2 separate regions of the Mus musculus genome follow, and region 1 is linked to region 2. The links are chromatin contacts, called in public HiChIP or PLAC-seq maps. All regions are on one chromosome and are shown on one strand. The core of a region is the stretch at or near the end of the contact, and the rest is flanking DNA. Distances in the headings are between cores, read along the strand shown.

Region 1 (6,500 bases), core at 1,171-3,670, 95 kb before region 2:
TAGAATGAATACTCGAGTGTCTTCTATGATCTGTTTTGCATGCACGTATGGGTCCACGAGTGTGTGGAGGTCAGAAGTTGGCGTCGGCTGTCTACCTTGATCACTTTTTATTCATCAAGGCAAGGTCTTCTGCTGGGCTCGGCGTTGGCTGACTTGGCCTGGCTGGTCAGCCAGCTTGTCATGGGGACCCCTGTCTCTGCTCCTGACAGCTAGGATTATGAGCTGGCTTCACATCTGTTCACCCAGCTGTTTGTGTGGCTGCTGGGGGTCTGAACTTGGGTCGTTAGGCTCCCGTGGCAAGTGCTTTAACCCCTGAGGCCTCATCCCTGCCCTCCTTTGCTTATTTTTAATTAACTGATTAATCACTTACAGCACTGGGGAGCGAACACAGGGACTTGGGGCTGCTCAACCATACCCTTCCATTCCCTTCAAAGTTTCCAATTAAAAGTATTCATTTTATTATTTATGTACTTGTTGTTGGGGAGCAGCACATTGCTGATGTCAGGAGACAACGTGCAGAGGACAGTTCTGTCTTTCTTATCCCAGGGATCACCAGGCTATCAAGCATGGCAGAAGGCACCTGTCTTAGTCAGGGTTTCTATTCCTGCACAAACATCATGACCAAGAAGCAAGTTGGGGAGGGAGGGGTTTATTCAGCTTACATTTCCCACATTGCTGTTCATCACCAAAGGACGTCAGGACTGGAACTCAAGCAGGTCAGAAAGCAGGAGCTGATACAGAGGCCATGGAGGGATGTTCTTTACTGGCTTGCTTCCCCTGGCTTGCTCAGCCTGCTCTCTTATAGAACCAAGACTACCAGCCCAGAGATGGTCCCACCCACAAGGGGCCTTTCCCCCTTGATCACTAATTGAAAAAATGCCTTACAGTTGGATCTCATGGAGGCATTTCCTCAACTGAAGCTCCTTTCTCTGTGATAACTCCAGCTGTGTCAAGTTGACACAAAACTAGCCAGTACAGCACCTAAGCCAACCTACCAGGATATTGCCAATTTTTATTTTATTTATTTATTTATTTATTTATTTATTTATTTATTTATTTATTTGAAGCTCGTGAGTCTCTGTTCTGAATCCAGCAGGTGCCAATGTGTGCAGAACGCCCCTGTGAAAAGGAGTAAAGAGTAGACATTACCAGCAGGGAGAGGTTCATGGGTTTGAGAATTAGATAGATAGACAGACAGACAGGCACATGAAAGAGAGATAAATTGTTATATATGATAGGCAGAGATAGATAGACAGATAGATGAAAGACAAAGAGAAAAAGATATAGATGACAGATAGATAGATAGATACACACATACATAGATAGACAGATAAATAGATACATAGATACACAGATACATAGATACATAGATATATAGATATACAGATACATAGATACATAGATGATGATAGATAGATAGATAGATAGATAGATACATACATACATACATACATACATACACACACAGAAAAACAGATGACAGATAAGAGGTATGTAGGTAACCTGGCTCTCCAGCACCCGAGGCTGTTTTTTTATTTTACTTAAAATATTTAACTAAAAAATATTTTAATTCTGGCTGGAGGGATGGCTCAGGACTATGAGGAACACTGGTGTTCTTCCAGAAAATCTCGGTGTGATTCCCAGCATCCACATGGCCGCTCACAATAGTAACTACAATTCTGGGAGATCTGACACCCACTTCTGAGCTTGTGGGCACCAGTCACAAATGTGGTGTACAGACATACACACAGACAAAACTCAATACTCATAAAATAAGTAATAAGAATATTTTAAAATTTCTCTTTCTCTCCATCTCCTTTTCTTTCTGTCTGTCTGTCTGTCTGTCTCTCTTCTCTCGTGTGTGTGTGTGTGTGTGTGTGTGTGTGTGTGTGTGTCTTCCTTAAGGGAACTAGTACTTTGTTTCTGTTCCTGTCTGAGGCAGAGTCTTTCTACATAGCACAGGCTGGCCTCAAACTCAGATGCAATCTTCTGTCTTAGATTCTTAGTGCTAGAATTACAGTTCTACCACACCTGGCTTCCTTTTTCCACTAAGGAAAAAGATGAGACCCACCCCGCAAGTACAGAGTGCTTTACTGAAACTCCATTTGTTATTTAAATGTCAGGTTTGTGGCAGGTAAAGGTGTCTGCCACCAAGTTTGTCAATCTAAATTGATCTCTTGGGCCATCAGATTCCTGTGATCTGTCCTCTGAACACTCAGAGGCTCCGTCCTGTCATGGATGTCCTGCATGTCAAACCTGGGACCTTTATACTAGGCAAATTCTCTGCCAGTGAGTTGTACCTCTAAGTCCAAATGCACAATGCCTTCACAGAAACATCCAGAATAAGGTTGGACTAAATAGCTAGATACTGTGGTCCAGCCAAGTCGACTCATAAAGAAAACCACAAGATCAAAGAATGATTGGAATGAGGGTGTGTCTGGGGTGTGTCTCAGTGGTGTAGAGCTTGCCTACCACGTGGGAAGCCCAGAGTCTGCTCTCCAACACACACACACACACACACACACACACACACACACACACACACACACACACAGAGTGGAGTAGTATCCTGGATCTCAGGTAGCCCAGGCTAGCTTCAAACTTTCTGTAGCTGAGGATGACCTCATAGTACAGGGCTTTGCAGATGTGAAGCAAGAGCTCTACCCACTGGGCTGGGTCATCTCCAGACAGCCTTCCGTTCTCACACTCTGCTTGACTGTGGTGCAGCCTCCTCTTCTCCAGCATTGCCTCTACTTGGTTGTTCTTCTGCTGTGGCTTCCCAGACCAAGTGCCTCCCACCCTTGCGTGGGCCAACTATAGTCCACCCTCTCCACAGCTCCAGGAGGCAACCAAGGGGGAAGGTTCAATTTACAAACCAATAAAAATAACCCCCGGGAGACAAAACAGCCCAAGTCCCCAGGACAAGCCTCTTTTAGGTAGCCTATCTTGATGACACAAACCTCAAGTGGCACCATTAAAGAGGTCAGCTGGGACACACAACTCAGCTGACCCAACGGGTGGGAGTCCTTTGCCTGCAATAACTATAGATAGTGACTGTGGCTGGAATGTCCCCTGGCTTAGAGTCTGGTTCACAACAAAAGACGCCCAGATATAGCAAGAACGATTCCTGATTGTTAGTTTGGGTGACTGATTGATTGATTGATTGATTGGTGGATGGTGTATGTGTGTGTGAGTGTGCATGTGTGTTTGTGTGTATGTATGTATGTGTGTGTATGCCTGTATGTGTGTGTGTGTTTATGGGGAGGTACACACATGTACCATAATGCATATGGGGGTCAGAGGACAACCTCAGGAGTTCGGTCCTTACTTTCTGCCCTATTTGACACCAGGCCATCTTGTTCCACATTCCATACACTCATTAGTGGCCCTCAAGCTTTGGGGGTTCCCTGTGCCTCTCATTTCCCCATTGGAGAACTGGGATTCCAGACTTAGGCTACAGCACCTGGCTTTACATAGGTTCCGGGGAGATTCGAACTCAGGTCCTCATGCTTGAATGGCAATGGCTTTACCCACTGAGCCATCTCCATAGCCCTGTCCCTCTTAATTTTATGTAAGTGACGGGCAGTCTTAGAAAATTTAGAATATGTCTAGGCCCGAAGAAAAAAGGTCAAAAAAGGGAAAACAACAACAACAACAACAAAATAGTTGCTCCATATATTCTCAACAATTTCCTGTCAATCTCTAGACTTTTCTTGAAACTCTCTACCAAATGAATACAGTGTAGAGTTTTTACTCACAGAGCCTGGTGTAACCAGATGGCTTCAATTCTCTCCCTCAGCTTTTCTGCCAATAACATGGTAGTCCTTTATAAAGTTGTTGCATAGTGGGTGGGTGGGGCGGTGTTCTGGCTAAAGGAAAGGTTTGGGTTCAACTCTCTGGTCACATCCTTCATTCTTTCTCCAGGATAAGTGACAGAATCCAAGTAGAGCCACACAGGGCACACATTGGATAGCTTTGCTCTTTCCTTGTGGTCTGTTTATATTGAAACACCCTGGGCTGGATAGTTTATAACGCAAAGAGGCTTCTTCAGCTCTCAGCAGTTTCCCAGTGGTCTCTGGCCAGGGCCTCCAGGGCTCATGGTATCATGACAGTGAGTGAAAAGAGTCACAGGACAGGCAGGAAGCCAGAGGAATTTGAAAGCCAGGCTTGTTCTAGTAGGATCTCCTCTTATAGGAACAAGCCAGTAATCTCTTCTATGAATGACGTCCCCGTGGCCTGTCTCCCACTAAGTCCCAAGATCTCATCAGGCCCACACTGAGGTTCAGGCTTCCAGGACATGGCCCTCTGGGGACACAGCATTCAAACCATGCACTTGCCTCAGGAAAAACCAGATTACAGCGGGTTCCCGAGCATCTGGTTCCCCAATGAACCCCCAGCAGGAATCAAAGCCTCCTGCCTCCAGTGCACAGCCACCATAACAACCAAAGCTGAGTCGGGTGAGCCAGCTCCTCACAGTCTGAGGCAGGAAGATTGTGAGTTCCAGGCCTGCCTGGGCTACAGAGAGAGTTCAAGACTCTCCTGAGCAGTTTAGCAAGACCCTGTCTGAGACTTGAAAAGGGTAAACTGAGCTGGAGGAGCCAGCCAACTTCGGAGCTCTTACCGACCACGGACAAGAGCCTGGATCTAAGCCAGTATCACTTATGTCAGCTCCACAAGGATAGGAAGTGCCCCTTCCTGTTCAGAGCTGTGTCTCCTCTTGGCCATACCAGTAGAGCCAGAGTTTCCTGAGAGCCGGCAGGAGCCAGTGTTATCCCTCTGGCTGCGCTGACCACTGGGGTACAGGTGCGAACCTGGACTCTGACTGTGCAGCCTCTGTCAAATCTATCATGAATAAAATATGAACCAAAGTGCTTCAAAAAGACAAAGAGGGCACGGGAACCCCTGGTGGGGGGAGATTGGAGAAGGTGCAAGAATGCCAGCCGAGCAAGGGAGTAAAAAAATAAATAATCGCATCACTCCGGTTGTCATTTGATTGACACGCCGTGAATCATTTATGGTGAGCTCCACCTCCTTCTAACAACATGGAAATCGGGAGCTTTTCCATTTCTTTCTGTCAGGATTCGGAGCCTGTTTCAAAGAAGTCTCACCTGTGACCGAGACAGATGTTGATGGAACTATGGTTGTTAAGGTAAGGTGAGCTGTTACGAGTGGGTGTTGGAGCGTTGGCCACCAAGGACTACATGTGATGTGCTGGTCACCAATACGTGGTCAGAGAATGGAGTGCCAGTGTCCTTTATGCCGTGCCAGGCACCCACTGTGCACCTGCCGGGGTTAAATGTCGGCATGCGGGACTTCACTTTGAGGCGATGGTGCTGGGACCATGGCCCAGCATGCAAGAGGCTCTGGGTTCCATCACCAGCACTGCAGACACCAACTGTGGTCATGCCCCTCTGTCGTCCCAGCACTTGGGAGATGAAGGCAGGAGGATCATAAGTTCAAGGTCATCTTTGTGAATACAGTGAGTCTGAAGGCTAGCCTGGGCTATCTGAGATCCTGTCTCTCCCTCTGAGTCTGAAGGAATGGGATGATGGCTTTAAATGTCCAGACCCACCTGGCTGTGACTGCCTCCCCCTCTGCTGCCCCCCACACACACACACAAGGGAAGTAGCTCTCAGATCTAAGCCTCCTCTTCAACAATGGCAGTAAGGAATGTGGAAACCCATGTCCTTGACCCCTGAACTAGGGAGGCAGAGGCAGGAGGGGCATGAGTTCAAGGTCAGCCTCAGTTACGTAGTGAGAGTCTGTTTTCAAAAATATATTTCCATGGGAAGGTTGGTCTGTATCCAGAAGTTTACATTTCAGAGAACCAGCACAAGGCCTTCTTCGTCCAAAGCTGAACCCAGCCATTGTGTCCAGCCTGTTTGCATGGTTCTTTTGAAATTCTGATCCAATCAGGTACTTAGCTTTCACTCCGTCTTTCTTTCTATTCCTCTCCTCCCCTCTCCCCTCTTTCTTTTGTTTTCCTGCTGGATAGCCACACCTAGAAGCCCGGGCTCTGACCGGTCCTGACACACACTCTCTAGAGCACCGAGTTGAATGAAGAGGGCAGAGGAGCGGGTTTTATCACTGACAATAGTGGCATCTTTGTCTGCAGTCAGAGCTGGAAATCAAGTCCAGGGTCTCCCATACTGTCCTATGCAAATTAAACACAAGAAGAAACTGCCTTTAGGTTCTCAACTTGCTATAGGCTGATAATTGACTAGTGTTGTGTCCTCTGACTTGGGGGTCAGATGGAATTGGAAGGGCATATGCTAAATAAACAGGTACGGAGGTTGTACCATAATGGGTGGGTCTACTCCGGGAGGGATAATGATATTCACACCAGGAGGGGGATCAGGCGGGACAGAGTAGGGGTGGGGAAAGCCTGGCTTGGACACAGTCATGCCAGCTATGTGGCTTTGAGAGAACAAGTTTCTACAGTGGCCTTATTCAGTTCTGTCTCGTGGGCTAGTGCCTACCCTCACAGGGAGTAGAAAAAT
Region 2 (6,102 bases), core at 2,886-5,385:
CGCTCCTTGCCATTCTTCTGTTCTTTATACTCCCCTGTTTCTTCTGTGTAGGTGGTGTGTGTGTGTGTTTGTGTAGGTGTATGTATATGTGTATGAGTGTGTACGTGTGTATATGTGTGTATGTAGATGTGTGTAGAGTGTATGCATGTGTAAGTATGTATGTGTATGTGTGAGTGTATGTATGTATGTATGAGTGTGTATGTGTATGAGTATGTGTATATGTGTATGTGAGTGTAGGCATGTGTATGAGTGTGGATATGTGTGTGAGTGTATGTGTGTGTACATGTGTGAGTGTTTATGTGAGTGTGTGTATGAATATGTATGTGTATGTGTATATTCATGTGTGAGTGTGTGTATGTTTGTGAGTGTGTGAATGTGTATGAATGTGTGTATGTATGAGTGTGTATATGTGTGTGTGAATGTGTGCATACATGTATGAGTGTGTGAGAGTGTGTATATACATGCATGTTAATGTGTATGTGTGTACATGTGTGAGTGTGTGTGTGTTGTTTGTGTGTGTGAGTGTGTGTGTAAGTATGTACATATGTGTATGTGTGTGCAAGTATGCATGTGCACCTACTCATGGAGGCCAGAAGTCAACATCCAGTGTCTTATTCAGTTGCCTTCTACCACATTTTAAAAAAGATTTATTTTTATTCTCTTTAGTAACACGTGTGTGATATATGTCTGCGTGCAGGCAGGTACTCATAGATGCCAGTCATTGCATCTCTCCAGAAGCAGAGCCACAGGCCATTGTGAGCTGACTAATGTAGGTGTTGAGAAGTGAACTCAGGTCCTCTGGAGGAGCAGTAAGAGCTCCTAGCTGCTGAGCCATCTCTCCAGCCCCTCCACCATATTTTTTTTCCTTCTTTTTGAGACAGAGTCACTGAATCTGAAGCTCACTGATGCAATTCGTCTGGCTAGCTTGTGAGTCCCAAGTATTTTCCTGTATCTGTTTCCCCAGCTTTGGGATGGCAGACGAGTTTAACCCTATCTGTCTTAAGGTCATCATGGCTGTGATAAACACCATGCTGAAAAGTGACTTTAGGAGGAAAGGGTTTATTTCGCTCACTGTTCCATAACACAGTTTATCATCCAAAGTAGTGAGGGCAGGAACTCACACAAGGCAGCAATCTGGAAGCAGGAGCTGATGCAGAGGCCATGGAGGGATGCTGCTTACTGGCTTGTTCCCCGTGGCTTGCTCAGCCTGCTTTCTTAGAGAACCCAGGAGCACCAGCCCAGGGATGGCTCTGCCCACAGTGGGCGGAACCCTTCCCACATCAATCACCAATTGAGAAAATGTCCTATAGGCTTGCCTGCAGCCTGATCTCATGGAGGCATTTCCTCAACTGAGGCACCTTTCTCTCTGATGACTCCAGCTTGTGTTAAGCTGACACAGAACTACCCAGCACGGCATCCTACTTTTACATGAGTTCTGGGGATTTGAACTTGGGTCCTCATGCAAGCACTTTACTGAGCTGTTTCCCCACCTCCCTCTTCTTCCTACCTCTGGCCTTATTTATGAAACCATTCCCAAACCCTCCTCTGTTCAATGGCTCTGGGCATTTGACATTATACTGCCTGAGGATGCTCTGGGGGGGGGGGGCGCTCTCTGTGCTTCTTCCAGGGCTGGACACACAACAGACTACCTGCTTTAGTTCTTTTATCCTCTGAAATTTTGTTTGGGGAAAGTCATTGAATTGACTTTCCCAGGTTTGTTTCTCTGTCTCCCCCCACAATCCCACCTCCGAGACCCTGTTTTAGCCCCGCCACCCAGACACAGCCTCTCCGTGGCCTCCAGGAAATGCCTTAGCTGTTCAACCCATGGCGCCTGTTTTACTTGCTAGAACTTGAACGTCCCCAGACCCAGAAGCACTCCTCAAATGACTTGGCCCACGCTATACCAGCCACTGCACACTCTGCCAGCTTTGTAGTGTGTTGCCCAATGCCGGAGCAATTTGGCATTCAATCTCTGGCCCAATGAGTCCCCTGTGCCAATTTATGACACTATTAAGTGAGTGACTCTTTGGGATTTAGCCTCACAAACTCCAACCTCTTCAACCCTCTGTCCCATCCTGAGGAGGCCACACACTCTCTTGGGCTCTGCGTCCCCACCGTCCCCGTGTCACAACCTCAAGCAGAAAGCTGGGCCCAGGCTTTACAGAGTTAGCCCGTCTTTATAGCGCTCACAGCTCTCCTCTGCTGTATCTGCTTGTGTTCATCTGGCAAACAGCCCTGAGTACAGTCACCTTGGCCAGAGGCAGAATTTGACTGGCTAACTTGAATAGAAGGGGGTGGGGATGGGGGAGCCAGGGAGGGAGGGAGGGAAGGGTAGAGGGAGGGAAGAAGAAAGCAATGTGAGCCAGCAAGAAAAATAAGGGGGTGGGGTGGGGCCTAGGATGTAGCTCAGTGGCAAAAGGCCTGCCCGACACAACGTGAAACCCCCCGCACCTATCCCTAAATACACATGCACATGCACACAGAAAGAGATGGACAGACAGACAACAGAAACAGAATTAGAAGCTTCCAGAGAGATTTTAAAACATAAAATAGCCAAACAGTCTTAGAAAGGCACAGGGATTGCCCTGGCTATGGAGACCCAGGGGGGTCCCGGGGAGGTTTCCAGATGCCTTGATGGATTTGCGCCAAGGCTACAGAGTCCTAAATTCTGAGAGAACCTCATCTGGCATGGTCAAAATTGTGCGTTTACCTCTTGGCCAGAGGAAGGCAAGAGGTCCTTACATGAAGTTGCTTTTTCCAGAAGAAAGAAGACCAAGGGTGGGACTGTAGAAGCTATGGGCAGAACTCAACAGCTTTAAGTAGGGTGGGGTTTGAACTCAGAGCCCTGGCTAGCTTTCTGCTATCAAACCTTTAGACCTTCTGATTCTCTCTCCCCAGGCATGCTGCCCTGCCTGCCAGCAGACCTTCACAGTAATCCCCCTGTAGGGGCACAGAAACAGCAGAATCTTCTCATCTGGCCTGAAATGCCAGTTGAGAGCTTGCTCTTTGAGCACAAAGCCCTCGGGCTGCTGACGTTCAAGGAAGAGTTCCAGAGAATTAAGCTGGCTTGGTAGTGAAGGGCAAGCTTGAACCTGTGTCTCAGGGGCAGCACAGGAAGGAAAAAAACAAAAAACAAAACAAAAAAAACAACAATCTATTTCTCTCCTGCCTGTTGAGTGCCAGGAAGAAAATGTGGTGGAGTGTGTTTCCAGAGGGAGTCCAAGGTAGCTCCCGGCTAGTTTATTAAGCAGCCTAATTCCATCAAGATAAAGAGATTCCCTGCAATTGTTCTGAAGAATTCCATTGCTCCCGCTTTTCCCAGAGGCTAAAGGATTTGTGTGTGTGTGTGTGTGTGTGTGTGTGTGTGTGTGCACTCGAGTGTGTGTGAGAGTGTGTATTAGTATCTGTGAGTGTGTTAGTGTGAGAGTGTTTATATAAGAGAGAGAATGTGTGTTATGAGAGTGTGTATATGTGTGTGAGTATGAGTGTGTATGTATTATGTATGTGACTGGGTTACTGTGAGTATGTGTGTGTGTATATGTGTATATGTGTCAGTGTGAGTATATGTGCATGAGGGTGAGCATGAGTATAAGTGTGTGTGTTGTGTGTGTCTGTGTGTGTGTGTTCATGCTTTCAAAGGTCTCCAGCTGAGATATTTTAAATCTCCCCCAACACTACTGTTTTTTCTGGATCACACTGACTTCAAGGGGAATTTGAAGTCTGGTGTTCGGACCAATGAGTCAGTGAGTTCAGGACCGTAACTCAACCCTGGAGAATCCGATTGGCCTGGGGTGCTGGGAGGGCACACTTTTCAAAAGAGGAAGAGAAAGGACTTGGGAGGAAGAGGAAGAGTGTCAGAGTGTAGGAGAGGGAGGCAGGGGAGGGGAGTGGAGTGGAGAGGGAGAGAGGAACTGCTAAGAGATGGGGAGAAGGAAGGGGAGGAAAACGGGAGGGAGAAATGAGGGGGACCGGAAAGGGGGCAGAAGGGACAGAAAGCTAAAGTAACACGTGAGTCTAATTCTGGGAATAATGTCGCCTTGTGTCTCTGGCTTCCCGCAAGCTTCTCATCAAGGGCTTGGTGGAAAGACCCAATCTTTGAAGTTCCTCCCCCAGGCAAGTAGAAAAGAGATTTGAAGACTCTCTGAAACCTCGTTTCCCTGTAGGGAAGTGTCCAAGGGGATTTAAAGACAGGGATAATTGCACATCCTGGCGTCTCCATGCCACACCCACTCGATGGGAGGTGCTTAGTCAATGATTGCTTTCCCAAATGAATGAATGGATTCAGCTCTCAAACTAGCAGGCCGTGACCCTGTGGCTTCCCGTTGTTCTGTGCCCTGGGGTGATGGTGATGGTCTGAAACAGGACAAGAAGCCTAAGCTAGCTGGTAAGCGAGTCCAGCGGGTGGTCTTGTCTCCTCCTCTCCAGAAACTGAAATTACAACACAACATCGAACCCAGGTCCTTACACTCACAAGGCAAGTGAATGAAAAGAAGAAGGAGGAGGAGGAGGAGGAGGAGGAGGAGGAGGAGGAGGAGGAGGAGGAGGAGGAGGAGGAGGAGGAGGAGGGGAGGGGGAGGGGGACGGGGGGGGGGAGAAGGAAAAGAAATAAAATGGAAAGGAAAGGACACAGGCGCTCCTAGGTATGGTGGAGGAGAATGTTTATTATTATATCTGTGGGAGCATAGCCAGAAGCAGACACATCTGGGAGAGTCCAGCGTGGTCATGACCCTGAACTGAGTCCGGGGAGGGGAAGAGAGAGTGGATTATATTGGGAAGAGCCTCTGGGAGGCAGGCAGCCCAGCCCCTGGGCTGGAGAGTTCAGGGTAGAGGGCGGAGTTATGCCAACCACGCCCTGAAACAGGTAGGGACTGAGGAATCCTGGGAGGAGCTAGAGGCCAGGTCCTCTTTAAAATGTTAAATAGGCACCTCATTCCTCCCTCCCTTCCCCCCGCCCCCATTCCGGGTTTGAAACTTAACAGTGTATCCTTTAAGAACTGAGCCATGTGTCCCACTCCCATGCCCCAAGCCCATGAGACTCTTTGAATTCCATGGTCATCCTCTTTGGTAGATCATGAATTCTTCCGGTCTCACACCACACCATCTCATGCAAGCGTCTTTGCAGTTACAGGGCCGAGTGGCCAGACCCTGCCCACCCCTAACTGGCACTTCCCACCCCTCCACCCCCCACACCCCAACCTCCCGATATTCTTCCCACACCAACACATCCACAATGTGCTCTTAGTTTAAATGACATTTTAGCTTAGAATTTTCTCTTGCCCATTGTGTTGGACATAAGCAAGCTTGATGCTTAGGAAAATTCAGTTCTTACTAGCCACAAGCTGTACATCGGTTTCTATTTGTTTTCTGGGAGAGTCTTATGTAGCCCAAGCTGGTCTCATCTGGGTATAGAGTCAAGGTTGGCCTTGAACTCCTGATTGTCCTGTTTCAGCAAGTGCTGAGATGACAGTATACAATGAAAGGTTTATTGTTGTTGTTGTTGTTGTTTTGGATTGTGATAAAAATGATAGGAAGTTTGTACCCTGGGTTCTCTGTCATGTTCCACTGTTCAGGTCAGGCAATCTCCAACGCCACCAATCTGTAAGTGACCAAAACCTTGTGATATCTGTAATTCTCTGACGGTCTGGTTTTATCAAGAGACAATCTTAAGGCTATTAAATCCAGCTTTTTCTAATGGGTGTATCTGGGATGTGGTTCTCAGGAACACTTTGCTTGTGTGAATTTCAAGAACAAGGAAAAGTGGGGCACCACCCACACAGTCCACACTAGCACGATGAAGAATCTGAGACATCCTGCAGTAAAACAACCCAGTATGCTTCCCTGGCCATGACTGTGCAGGAACCTGAGGATGCTCTAATGAAGACCTGGACCCACTGATCTGTCCAGGTTGATCCGTTCCCTTTTTCATAAGGGGTGCTAGTGAGATTTTGGCTTTCCCTGAGTCTATATCTCTTCTTTGTCCTTACTAGGGAACTAGAAAGATAGCGACATAACAACTAAACTGCCAATCTCCTTTATCTTAATCACTGTTCTATTGCTATGAAGAGGCACCATGGCCAAGGCAACACTTGTAAGTTCATGATC

The links. HiChIP or PLAC-seq counts read pairs in DNA pulled down with a chosen protein or histone mark.
Region 1: a contact with region 2 is called in an H3K27ac HiChIP or PLAC-seq map of embryonic stem cells, with 10 read pairs. The contact joins two enhancer-like sites. A contact is called at or near these places in 11 of 484 Hi-C or Micro-C datasets (Sertoli cells, Th1 cells, Th17 cells and 6 more) and 11 of 115 datasets of contacts at active chromatin or transcription factors (CD8 T cells, the NIH/3T3 cell line, Th2 cells and 8 more).

What each region holds. Positions count from the first base shown.
Region 1 is chr5:118,445,256-118,451,755 of GRCm38.p6, reverse strand. No RefSeq gene overlaps it. Among named protein-coding and RNA genes, the nearest start is that of Gm30746, 14 kb to the left of the region's middle. RefSeq lists an enhancer at 5,545-6,500 and cis regulatory regions at 1-6,500, 1-6,500. Within about 2 kb of position 2,420, at least 60 of the 459 cell types and tissues checked have an H3K27ac peak or open chromatin away from gene starts, as enhancers often do. A contact at or near this core is called in embryonic stem cells, where this site is marked.
Region 2 is chr5:118,352,019-118,358,120 of GRCm38.p6, reverse strand. No RefSeq gene overlaps it. Among named protein-coding and RNA genes, the nearest start is that of Gm46942, 4.8 kb to the left of the region's middle. Within about 2 kb of position 4,135, at least 91 of the 459 cell types and tissues checked have an H3K27ac peak or open chromatin away from gene starts, as enhancers often do. A contact at or near this core is called in embryonic stem cells, where this site is marked.